Regions from separate parts of the Sus scrofa genome. Here regions 1, 2 and 4 are each linked to region 3. The links are chromatin contacts, called in public Hi-C, HiChIP or PLAC-seq and promoter capture Hi-C maps. All regions are on one chromosome and are shown on one strand. The core of a region is the stretch at or near the end of the contact, and the rest is flanking DNA. Distances in the headings are between cores, read along the strand shown. Region 1 holds the start of NDUFB5 (NADH dehydrogenase [ubiquinone] 1 beta subcomplex subunit 5, mitochondrial). Region 2 holds the start of LOC110256340. Region 3 holds the start of MFN1 (mitofusin 1). Region 4 holds the start of ACTL6A (actin-like protein 6A).

What was found. Promoter capture Hi-C pulls out the DNA fragments that hold promoters and counts their contacts. Hi-C and Micro-C count contacts between places; a contact is called where the count stands out from the background. HiChIP or PLAC-seq counts read pairs in DNA pulled down with a chosen protein or histone mark.
Region 1: a Hi-C map of liver shows a contact between it and region 3, with 2.9 times the contacts expected there. The contact joins the promoter of NDUFB5 here to the promoter of MFN1 in region 3. A contact is called at or near these places in 1 of 5 promoter capture datasets (liver), 7 of 47 Hi-C or Micro-C datasets (alveolar macrophages, heart right ventricle, liver and 1 more) and 2 of 2 datasets of contacts at active chromatin or transcription factors (alveolar macrophages and skeletal muscle).
Region 2: a promoter capture Hi-C map of liver shows a contact between it and region 3, with 5 times the contacts expected there. The contact joins the promoter of LOC110256340 here to the promoter of MFN1 in region 3. A contact is called at or near these places in 1 of 5 promoter capture datasets (liver), 2 of 47 Hi-C or Micro-C datasets (heart right ventricle and liver) and 1 of 2 datasets of contacts at active chromatin or transcription factors (alveolar macrophages).
Region 4: an H3K27ac HiChIP or PLAC-seq map of alveolar macrophages shows a contact between it and region 3. The contact joins the promoter of ACTL6A here to the promoter of MFN1 in region 3. A contact is called at or near these places in 3 of 5 promoter capture datasets (fetal liver, fetal skeletal muscle and liver), 4 of 47 Hi-C or Micro-C datasets (blood, fetal heart ventricle, heart right ventricle and 1 more) and 2 of 2 datasets of contacts at active chromatin or transcription factors (alveolar macrophages and skeletal muscle).

Annotation. Positions count from the first base shown.
Region 1 is chr13:117,655,095-117,658,002 of Sscrofa11.1, reverse strand. NDUFB5 (NADH dehydrogenase [ubiquinone] 1 beta subcomplex subunit 5, mitochondrial) reads right to left here and starts at 1,592. Exons shown (of 6, transcript XM_003132546.2): 1 at 1,346-1,592. The coding sequence starts at 1,469. It overlaps MRPL47 (39S ribosomal protein L47, mitochondrial), which reads left to right and starts at 1,615. Exons shown (of 7, transcript XM_003132547.4): 1 at 1,615-1,765. The coding sequence starts at 1,668.
Region 2 is chr13:117,178,054-117,180,798 of Sscrofa11.1, reverse strand. LOC110256340 reads right to left here and starts at 1,462. Exons shown (of 3, transcript XM_021069818.1): 1 at 1,442-1,462; 2 at 1-654. The coding sequence starts at 1,462.
Region 3 is chr13:117,404,731-117,407,430 of Sscrofa11.1, reverse strand. It overlaps MFN1 (mitofusin 1), which reads right to left and starts at 1,394. Exons shown (of 17, transcript NM_001315732.1): 1 at 1,283-1,394. The coding sequence starts at 1,394.
Region 4 is chr13:117,596,973-117,599,691 of Sscrofa11.1, reverse strand. ACTL6A (actin-like protein 6A) reads right to left here and starts at 1,277. Exons shown (of 14, transcript XM_003132545.5): 1 at 1,055-1,277. The coding sequence starts at 1,079.

The sequences.
Region 1 (2,908 bases), core at 343-2,842, 250 kb before region 3:
AGGATCTAGGGGTGAAATTTTACCTCAGTTTATCTTCAATTAGGTATGATAAGAATTTTTTGGCTTTAAATTTCACCTCCTCTATAACTACGTATTGAATGCTTACAATGTATTTTTTTTTCAAGAGGAATTAAATGAATACCTTTAATATCTTAGAGTGGTGTCCAGCACATAAGTGCTCAATAAATGTTAGCTGATTATTCAATTTAATACAGGAATACACTTTTTTTTTTTTTTTTTTTTGGTCTTTTTGCCATTTCTTGGGCTGCTCCTGCAGCATATGGAGGTTCCCAGGCTAGGGGTCGAACTGGAGCCATAGCCACAGCAACACGGGATCCGAGGGGCATCTGCAACCTACACCACAGCTCACGGCAACGCCGGATCCTCAAACCACTGAGCAAGGCCAGGGAGGGAACCAGCAACCTCATGGTTCCTAGTCGGATTCGTTAACCACTGAGCCACCACGGGAACTCCAGGAGTACACTGTTTTTATAAATATTGAGTCACAGTTTTCTCATCTGTAAAGTGAGGGTAATATTATATACTCCCTTTATAGAATCGAAGAGGAAATAAAATATACTGAATACAAAGAATTTGATGTTTCCCCACTATGATTATTCATTCTCCTAGAATTCAACTCACAGTGTCCAAGAGGATCTAAATAACCCCACCCCCCGCAAGAAGGCAATGACTTTTCTAAGACCTAGGAACTTTTTCCTTATGGGTCCCTTCCTAAGATATTAAAAATAATTATTTTATGATTACATTCTATAAAACCATTACGATCCAGGCTGGATTCACCATCACATAATGCATTAACATTCTGGTCCTTTTCTTTCTGATTTTAAAATAAATTTAAGTTAAAACATTTTCGTAGACACCTAAAAATATCATCATGAAGGCACTGTGCCTACCAGATGAGTTAGCCCAGAGCCTCGTCACCTGTCTGTATATTATTACTTAGCATGGGTGGGCTCCTCAGCAACGTGATTTCCCACCTTGTGAGACTGAAATGTAGCCCAGGTGGAACATATAAAGAATCTGGTGCCTGAGAAAGATGGGTCTCAGCCCTGTGCCTTTCTAACCGCAGCTTCATCCTCAAATTAGCACCAACAGATCAGGTGAATGACGAAGTGTCTCACAAATTCTAATTAATAACTTTGACATGATCGATCTAATTCAGGAAATTCTCAGTCTCCTCACACAGCCCATGCTCCTTCTCTCAAGCCGCAAGTCCTCAATTTCTCCCCGCTCCCTCCGGATTCCACCAAGGTGACCCGGGAAAAGTCCTCTGTCTCTCCTGCCGCATTCCCTGACCGCGCTTTCTCCCAAAGCCAGCACTCACCGCCAGTCTTAGGAAAGCCATGGGTGAGGAAACCCCCGAATCCAAACCGTGTGCCAAGGCGGCTGCGGGACAGAGTGGCCACAGCAGTGACTGAAGCCCGCTGCAACAAACTCATTGCCGCCATGGCTACTATGGGCGAGAGAAGGGCGGGGAGGAGTAACGGGAGCCGAGAGTGTCAATTTCCTAACAAGGGCGAAGCCGGAAAATAGCCATGTTGACTGAGGGCAAAGCCAATTTCAGTGCTCGTTATCAGTCCGCGTGAGACACAGGAAGTGACGCCATTGTTGGCGGAAATACAGTTTGCTTACTGATCCGAAAAAAAATGGCTGCAGCCGGTTTGGCTGTGTTCTGTAGAAGAGTCTCGGCCGCCCTGAAGGCGTGTAGGTTGTTAATACGTCCTCAGGCCCCTCCTAGCACAAGGTAAGCGATGTGAGTAGTCTGTCCGCATCTCTAACTTTGGCTCATGTTTGGTTGCTGAGATGCTGAGAATGCTCAAGGATGGAAAGGCCGTTGGGATGGCTGGGCCCAAACCCACCTCTGTCAAGAGTAAGTGACCTTGGAGAAGTCTCCCACGTAAGATATTGCCGTCTTTCTCACACATTTTGTTCCACTTACTGTGGGGGGGGGGGTCTGTAAAAACCCAGTATTTTTAAAATTAAACCTAGAGGTACAGTTTGGCTGGGAGAGGTGGGAAAAACTTCACTGAAGAGCTTTTGGTTATGGAACTGAAAGCTCTGTCACGTTCGGGTGGATTTAAAAAAAAAAAAAAAAGGCGAGTCGGGATGGTGAGGAGTTTGTACTCCCAGAGTCTGTCATAAAGAGATTATTCAGTAAATATTGAGTGAATACATGAAAGTAGCCAAATGAATGGAAAGTCACCCTGCAGGTATTAGAAAAGAATATCCTACATGTGGCGCTCATTTCTAGAAAGACCGCTGTCTTCTGGACAGACCAATCATTTTTAGCGTTAAGGTATATCGTTTCCTCCTTTTTATTAACTTTTTTTTTTTTTTTTTTTTTTTTGCCTCAACCTCTGCACGTAGAATATCCCTGGCCAGGGATGGTACCCGAGCTGCAGTTGTGGTCTGTTCCCCTGTGATCTTTAACCCCCTAAGCCAAAAGGGAACAACTTTTGTTTTTAATGAATTGAATTTTATAAATAGTTGGGCATGTTATTTTTTTTTTTAAAGGAAGTAATGTATGTGCTTTTTTTTATAGAGAGAGTCTTAAAGTTTATTTTGGTAGACTTGCATTTATAGTCACTGGTTTAAAGTAGTTACTTTTCAGAGACGATTCTTTGAAGAAGATGCAAAGATTTCACCCTTTATTTTCAAATATGCATAGTAGTGCCCCAGGAATAAGGACTCTCCATCTTTGCCGGAGAGCAAACAGATCTATAGAATGTAAGCCTAAAATGACTCTTTTATGCACTCTGAAACTGCCAGATGAGGCTGGCTTCTCTCCTGGTTCTCAGACTCAAGGGTGAGGGCTGACCATGTGGTAGTCCTCCGGCATGTATGGGGCAGGGGAGGCTGCAAGCAGCCCCTATCTGGGCCTTGCACC
Region 2 (2,745 bases), core at 213-2,712, 230 kb after region 3:
GGTCCCAGCCCCGCGCACGGCGGCGGCGGCGGCGGCGGCGGCGGCGCCGAGGGAGAGGAGAGCGGGCGGCACAGCCCCCGCCTCCCGGCCCCTCTCCCCCGCCGCTCCGGAGCTGCCCGGCCGGGCCCGAGCCCTGCTTCGCCGGCGGCCCCAGCCCCAGCGGCCGCAGCGGCAGCAGCCCGAGACCTTAGCGGCCGCAGCGGCGGCACCGGAACTGCCGCTTTCTCCTTCTCGCAGCCTCTCCTCGCTAGCCCCCGCCGCACGCCCCCCCCCCACCCCGTCTCCTTTCTCTGTCACCCCTGTTTTTTTTCCTTTTGTTTCCAGAATAAACTTTATTGGTCTCTTTTTCCGCTCACATCGTGTAAACAAACAACGAACTCTTCCCCACCCCCTCGACTCCCCCCTCCTTGGGTAGAGGAGGGTAAGAGCCGATGAAGGGGCCGAGCCTACTATGCCCCGGAAGCAGATGCGCAAACAAGGGGAAGTGAAATTGCAGAGACCTGGAGAGGGAAATGGGCAAATCGGGTAACAGTGTGCCAATGCGCCTGCGCCTTGGTTTTCTGCCCGAAGTTCGGGTGGTGCTGGAGGGGCTTTTCGGGCCCGCGAGTGTTTAATGCTGTTGTTTATTTGCGGTAGTGAGGCTACTGTGTCATCCTAGGGCGGCATATATGTCCTATATCTGTTTCTACGAGCAGCAGGCAAGTTAGGGTGGAGATAGAAGAAAGAATAATTGGGAGCAAATGAGCCCGTTCACTTTTACGCCCAAAGAGATTTCCTCCCGTTTCGTGGCGAAAGCAGAGGGCGCGGTAGTTAACCACCTATGTCAGCGGCTAACCAAAAGTGAATATCGATACTGGGAAGAAGTCTTTTTACACAACGTTGCTGCGCGTTCTTCTGCCAACGTAAGGTTAAGTTGTAGCCCATCCCAAAAGAGGAATGCCCTGCCACAGCCCTCTGCAATCCTTTGACTCACTCGGGGAGACCTTTTGCAGTGTCCTCCACCCCTCACCCCAAGATTTGAATTAGCTTGTAGGATTCAATTATGACTATTCAAAATACGTCTTTTTTTTTCATGTAGTGCCCACGAGACCTTAGAAAAGCCATTTTGGCTACACATTAGGTTCAAGGTGGTACTTTGGTACGGCGCACCATAGAAGCCTCTTTTTCCCTGAGAGTAAGAGGATCTGTTGCCTTTCGAGATCACTATTGATAAAGGCCCTGTTTTTTGCGTGTTTCCCCCCCTAGTGGTCTTTCATTGTATTGAAAAGGCGTAGGAACAGTGGTAAGAAGACTTAAGTCCTCTAACTAGGGCTCTCCCTTGAATTGTAAGGAGTAGAGGACTTGGAAATAACCGACGGTAGAGATGTTACAGTCCAAGTTGTCATCCAGAGCAAAAAGCTCACCAATAACCAGTTTTTGCTCTAACACCACACGTCCATACCCAGTCGTAAATAAGATCCATTCCTCTCTATGTGGTCATAGTCTCATTTGACTGTATTTCTGTCTTTCCTGTGTTTTCTTTCTTAAGCTCTGGTTTTCATCTCACAATTCAGAGGTCTACGTTTCTAAATGCTTTTCTTGAACCAGTGTTTTTCAGTAGTTTCAGAACACTATGTTACTCCAGAGCAGGGGATTAAAAAAAAAAAAAAGCATAGCATTAAATTACTAGTCAAAGTAAACTTTATGACCACATTTCCCAAATTGTGTTTCCAGGCACAGAGGTTCATGAAATATTAATAGGTAGTCCTAAGTGGGGGAAAATTATAATTTTCCTTCTAAAATTTTTAAGAGAAAAATGCTCATTACATGTTACGATTTTTGTTATGTGATAATCTGTCTTTAAGAAATAAGTGTCACAGCAGAAATTCCCATACTTGGTACTTAAATGTGTGATTATTCAGTGATGCAGGATTAGCATGTACTGCCCAATTCACAGTTTTGATGTATATGGTTTATTTGGTGACCCTTGATCTATCATGTGTTTATCTTGCTTTCAGAAGTATTAGCACTATTGTTCAGTGTTTAGAATATGTTAGGCATCTGTATGACAAAACTCATTGCTCAAAGTCCTGCAGAAGAAGAATGTTTCAAAGGAAAAATTGAAATTGTTATTCCTGGGCTGTAAGTCAAACAAAAAATGCAATACCTCAGAATTAAGGAATTGTTTTCTTAAGAGGTGAAATGTCCAAGATGAAACTATTGTTCCATTCTAACACATTGGAAATATGATAACAGTTACTTGCCTTTGGTTTCATTTCCATTGAAAATAAAGATAACTGTTACTCACATGTGCATTGTGCACCAAAACATCCTCTGACAACATTTACCTCACTACTGAGCTTTGAAGTCATTTGGAAACAAGACTCAACTTGATTATGAAGCAATATACTCCAGATATATAAAATTGCCAAGTTGAGCAGTAAAAAAAAAAACAACACACCAAGGCCTAACAAAAGCGAGCTATCATGTAGCACTTATTAACTCAGTTATGGTCAAAAAACCATATTTTTAAGATTTTAGTTCTTTTCCATTTGTTAAGGTTTGTTTTGCCCCAGAATATCTTGGTAAATGTCCTGTGTACACCTGTAAAAGAACATTTTATGTATATTATTTGGTGGAATGTTCTGTGTTAATTATATTAAGTTGGTTGATAATGTTAGGTCTTCTATATATCCTTACTGGTTTTCTTCAGTAGTTCTATCAGTTTCTGGGAGAGGAACATTGATGTCTCCAACTATAGCTATG
Region 3 (2,700 bases), core at 145-2,644:
ACCACAAGACAAATCCTATAATAACATACATGAGTTCTGCAGGAACTAAGGCCCCTATTCAGGCAGAGAACCAAGTGATGACGCTGACCCTCCTCACTTCAATCAACCAAGACTTGGACTCTGTTGATCTTTGCCCCAATTCTCCCCTGAATTCTCCTCCACTCAAGCCACTTGAATTATGTACGTACTCTTAGCCTAAAACTTCCCCAATTTTGCTGTTCAGAGAGACAGAGCTGCAGGAAAGATCCCCAGTGTTCTCCTAAATTGCTGCAAGTAATAAATCCTTCTTTGTCCTGATCTTTGGCTTGGTTGTGTCTACTGGCTCAAAGTGAACCCAATTTACATTCTACAGCTGCCATTTCATTATCTCCTACATAATACTTAACCTACTTAACAGGCTCAATATACAGATGTTAAATTTAACTTCCTTTTCACTTTATTTTAAATTTTTAGAATAAAATACTATTCAAAGTCACTGTGTCAGCTCAAATTATTTCCAAATTGAAAAATCAAGATTCTGTACCAGTACTTTTTTCCCTTATTCAACAAAACTTGAATTGTGTCAGATCTGGTGACAGGGAGAGAATGATAAGGCAGGATTCGCACTCTCTAGGAATTCAAAATCTAGTGAAAAGGGATTAGGAAAAGAAGTTTGATTCTACCAAATGTTTTCCCACAGTCAGCAGAGTTTACAGAACCCCTCCCTTTTCACTGTATGCTTGAAGGTCAACATTATCTCTAAAGTAATATACCATAGAGTATGACATTATCACCTCTATTTGAATAGCTACACCCACGTTAAGATAACTCCTTTTGCCCTTTTCCCACTGCATCCCAGCCTCATTTGAGAGGATAAGACAGGTCTGTCTGAGATCTTAGTTTACCTGCTAAGTGGATAAGGAAGATAAGTATACTGATTCAATGTGGGCTACCCGGCTTTTAGTCTGGGCATTTACCAGCTATGTGATCTTGGCTAAGTCACTTAACTTTTCTGTGCCTTAGTTCCTTTATCTTTAAAATAAGTGAGATTAAAATCTGTCTCAGTGCTGATTTGAGAGTTGAGTTAATAATACAATAAAATGCCTAGAACAGTACCTCACACACAAGCACTTTTTTCTTAGTTGCTATTAATATAAGTCAATCTTCCTCACTTGGTGGGCAGAAAAGTGGTGGGTTTTATGTGTTACAAAGCCCTACATGTATTCAGTAACCCAGGCTGAAAAAATAAAGCACCTTTATGGATTTTCAAAAGTAATTATTTGAAAAATTTAGAGGAACTAACCTTCAACAAAATGTGATCCTTCAGTAACAAACTCCAGTAACTGTTCAAAGATTGCAGTAATTGCCTTTTTAGCCAGCACAAAGTGCTTCAGTGGAGAAGCAGTTTCTGCCATTATGCTGAAAATAAAAAGTACAAATTAAACTTGATGATAAAAGACATCTGAATTAAGGGCACTTTCCAGCAACATATTCTCCTTAACAAAACTTCCAAAAAACTTTTTTTTTTTTTCTTTTTTGTCTTTTTTAGGGTCAAACCTGCGGCATTTGGAGGTTTACAGGCTAGGAGTCCCATCAGAACTACAGCTGCTGGCCTACACCACAGCCACAGCCACAGCAGATCCAAGTTGCCTCTGCAACCTACACTACAGCTCGTGGCAACACCAGATCCTTCACCCACTGAAAGAGGCCAGGGATTGAACATGTGTCCTTCATGGATGCCAGTCAGATTAGTCTCCTCTGAGCCACTATAGGAACTCCCCAAAAAACTTTTAGATGACTGTTCTTTGGGGGGGAAAGGTGTTTTAGTCAAAGACTACTTTGGGGTGATATTCCATTAAAATAAATGAACTCTGTTGGCCAAAATCTTGGTTGCAATTTCTACTTTAGCTCCCTTTACTGACAATGAATCTGGCTAAATTCTGATTCTTAACTACATCTGGGAACAGGATGAGTGAGATGAAGCCAAGTTCACAAACACTAAGTTTCTCAACCTGGACCTCTGGTTGGGTGGAGGTGGATATGCAGAGCAAGGAAATGAATTCCAAGATCATAATGCAATACAAACGTTTAAAAAGCAGCAGTTCTCAACACAACAAATAAGGAGGCAAACCTTAAAGCAAGCCATAGTACCAAGAACTTAAAGGAATATAAATTAAAAAAAAATTATGACAGCTTTTCATGAAAAGATACCAAACAAAAGCGATCACAAACCAGTCTGACCCTGGTGTGCATGTGTGTAAAATGGAGCAGAATGTCCGTAAAGAAGGCTGAGCCTTCCAAAGCGTCAATGAAGGAGCCGCGTGAGAAAGTACAGAGAGGGCAACAACCCGGTTCAGCTGGGTGTGAACACCTACCTTAGGAAAGGGCCTTCCCCGCCCTCCACACGGGCCGCGGGAGCTCCGCCAGCAGGGCTCGCAGCCAGACTCTCCGCCGCACCGGGGGCGCGGGCTTCGGGCTCGCGGACTTTGCGGGCCTGACCCGGCCTCTGGCCCCGCTCACGACCCCGCTGGCTCGCTCCTTTCCGCAGGACCGCGGCGGCGCCTCGTCACAGAGCGCCCCGCGCACGACTCCCCGCCCCACAGCCCGGGCCAGAAGAAGGTCACCCCGAGCAGGGAACCCGCAAGTAGCCGAGGCGACAAGCACTCACCCTGTCTCAGGTCCGACTTGTCACCCAGCAACCGCAGCTCGGCCACAGCCCTC
Region 4 (2,719 bases), core at 28-2,527, 190 kb before region 3:
TATAAAACCTCTTCAGAAACAATATCCTTACTAAACACAACAACAAGACCAACATTTTGGGTTAGGAAATCATATAACTCAGTGCTTCACCTAGGTATCTTGCAAAAAAACGGAGGCTCTAATTCAGTATTTTCTAAAGAGCTTACAAGTGAAGCTGATGCTATTGATCTTTGGCTCATACTTTGAGTAGCAAGTGTAGCATTACCCCCCCTTAACCTTCACAATCATCCCAATGGGTAGGAATTTTCATTCCACAAACGAATCGTCTGAAGTTGGGAAAAGTTAAACAACTTGCCCAAGGCAAAGAGTTTAATAAAAAGTGAGGCTGATATTACAACCCAGGTGGATGTAAGCCCCAGCCCGCGGAAATCTTTCACTATACCGCGCACCCCACTCATTCTTAAATTACCCATATCTCTATACTAACCCTGAGCAGACCCGCCCACGAATAACTCTGGAGAATCCACAGTCAACATATATGCAGGAGTTATTGAAAGGTGAGGCAGCATGAGTGCGGAGCGCGGACGGAGAGGAGGCTGCGTCCGGAGTGGCCGCCACTCCTCCAATCAGTTCCAACCCTCGCGGCTCGCTTTGCCATCTCCCCGACGCCGCGAAAACCCGCGGTCCACACTAGCTAACTGCCGGGACCTCCCAAGTTTAAACACGCAAGCACGCACACCCCAACAGAGCCGACTGCCTGAGAAGAGCCCCTGAGCCGGCCAATCCAGTCGCGGCTCGCCGGGCCGGGCCCCCGAGGGGAGCTGTCCGCCCAGCCCCGGGGCGGCGTGCACCCCCAAAAACCGGTTCCCCGGCGGGCGGAAACTGGAAGAGGCCCCAGGGGGCGGCGACTCCGGGCGCCCGGGGCGATCGTGGAGCCGGGTGGGCTCCGGGGGCGGGCAAAGCGCGGGGCGGGGATGGGGCGGGGAGGCCGGGGTCCCGAGAGGGGGAGACCGGAAGGGCCGCCGGGGAGGGGAGGGGAGGGGAGGGCTGGGGGCGGCGGTTACGAACCCCACACGCTAAAAAGGCGCGCTCTCGAGCAGCCGCACTCACTCACCTCCCCCGTACACCCCGCCGCTCATGGCTGCTGTTGACGCGACTCCTACGCTAAAGGACACCAGGCGAAGCGACCGCAACCGCCGCGACTACAGATCCGGAGACGCTCTAGCCCCCGACCCTCTTAACTTCCACCGCCACCCCCCTCAGGCAACAAAGCGGCGTCCACACACCCCGGAGCGCAGTCACACTTGCTGGCTCCCCTTAGCAGCCAATCACAAGAGGCCCGGCTATATTTCAACCAATAAGAACGAGGCTCTGCCGCGCTCCCCGTCGCGGCACAGCCAGTTTAGCCAATTGAAAACAGCCATGGGGGCGGGGAGAATGGAAAGCGACGGAAGGAGAGGAGTTGAGTTGCGGAACTGGGGGGGGCGGAGCTTCCCGAAAGGGCCCGAGAGTGGGGCGGAGGGAGCGGGAGAGGGAGGAGGCAGGCTGTCGGCAAGAGTATGGGGCCGGACCAGGGGGTGAGGCTGCGCGTGGAGGAGCGGTGGGAATCCGGCAAATCCAGATAAACCTCTAGAAGGGGGTCTGGAATCCTCTCCATGCGATAGTTCCGACGGCTTTGGATATTGGTGAATGAAGAATTTTTTTAAAGCTATTTTCAACGAATTTATGTTGAAAATATTAACGTGCCATGCGCCAGTTTGGGGTAGGGAGAATCTGTAAATCGGACAAACCGATAGGACCGTGAAGTTTTTTAAATGGTTATGAATAGTTGAAAGAAGGGAATGATACAGTATCCCGCTAAATTTAGGTAGCACTTTACAAGTTGTTTTTCAAAGTGTCATAAATTTCTTTTATCCTCTGAGCCAGGTGTAAAGCAATATAGTCAATCCTCCTCCAAGCGATCACCTAATCCTAAATACATCTCCAACCTGTCTATTTCTACTGGTACAGATCACCGTTGTCGCTCCTCTGGATTACTACAATAACTTGTCGCCTTGCCCTTTTAGCCATTTTGCAGGCGGCTTGATTTATGAAAATACCCAAAGCATGGTCATGTCGCTCCAGCTAAAATTCTTAAGATCAGTTGTATGTCTTCATGGTTCTTGGTCTGCCTAGAGTCTAGACATATAGGTACCTCTTATCTTAAGAACAGTTGAATAAAGCCGCATCAGTCTCAGTGCCAGCAGCAAGGCTGAAAGTGATAGTAGGGTGGGGAACAAGGTTAGGGAGAAAACCCTTCCCTATTTACTTAGTGTAATGGCAGTATACCTGATCATTTAGAAATTCCCGTTTACCCAATGAGACAATGCAGAAGTCAGCAAACTATGGCCCCAGGGCCAAATCCAGACTACTTTGTTTTTGTGTGGCTGTTGAGCTATTAATGACTGTTCCAGTTAAAAAAAAATTAATAATTTTAAGAAAAATATTTCGTGACGTGAAAATTATGTAAAATTCACATTTATCTAATGATAAGCTGTTTTACTGGAATATGTTTGTGGCTGCTTTTTTGTCTGAAGGGCAGTGTTGAGTTTTAGTACAGAGGCCATAGCTGGAGGCTATATTTACTATTGGATCACTTATAGGGAGAGTTTCCTGACCCCAGTGACAATGCATGTAACACATCTAACACATCTAGTACCATGCACAAAGTACTCTGGGTTAACTGTGGCCCCATGATTACAGTTCTCACTGCAGATACATACATACATACTGTAAATAA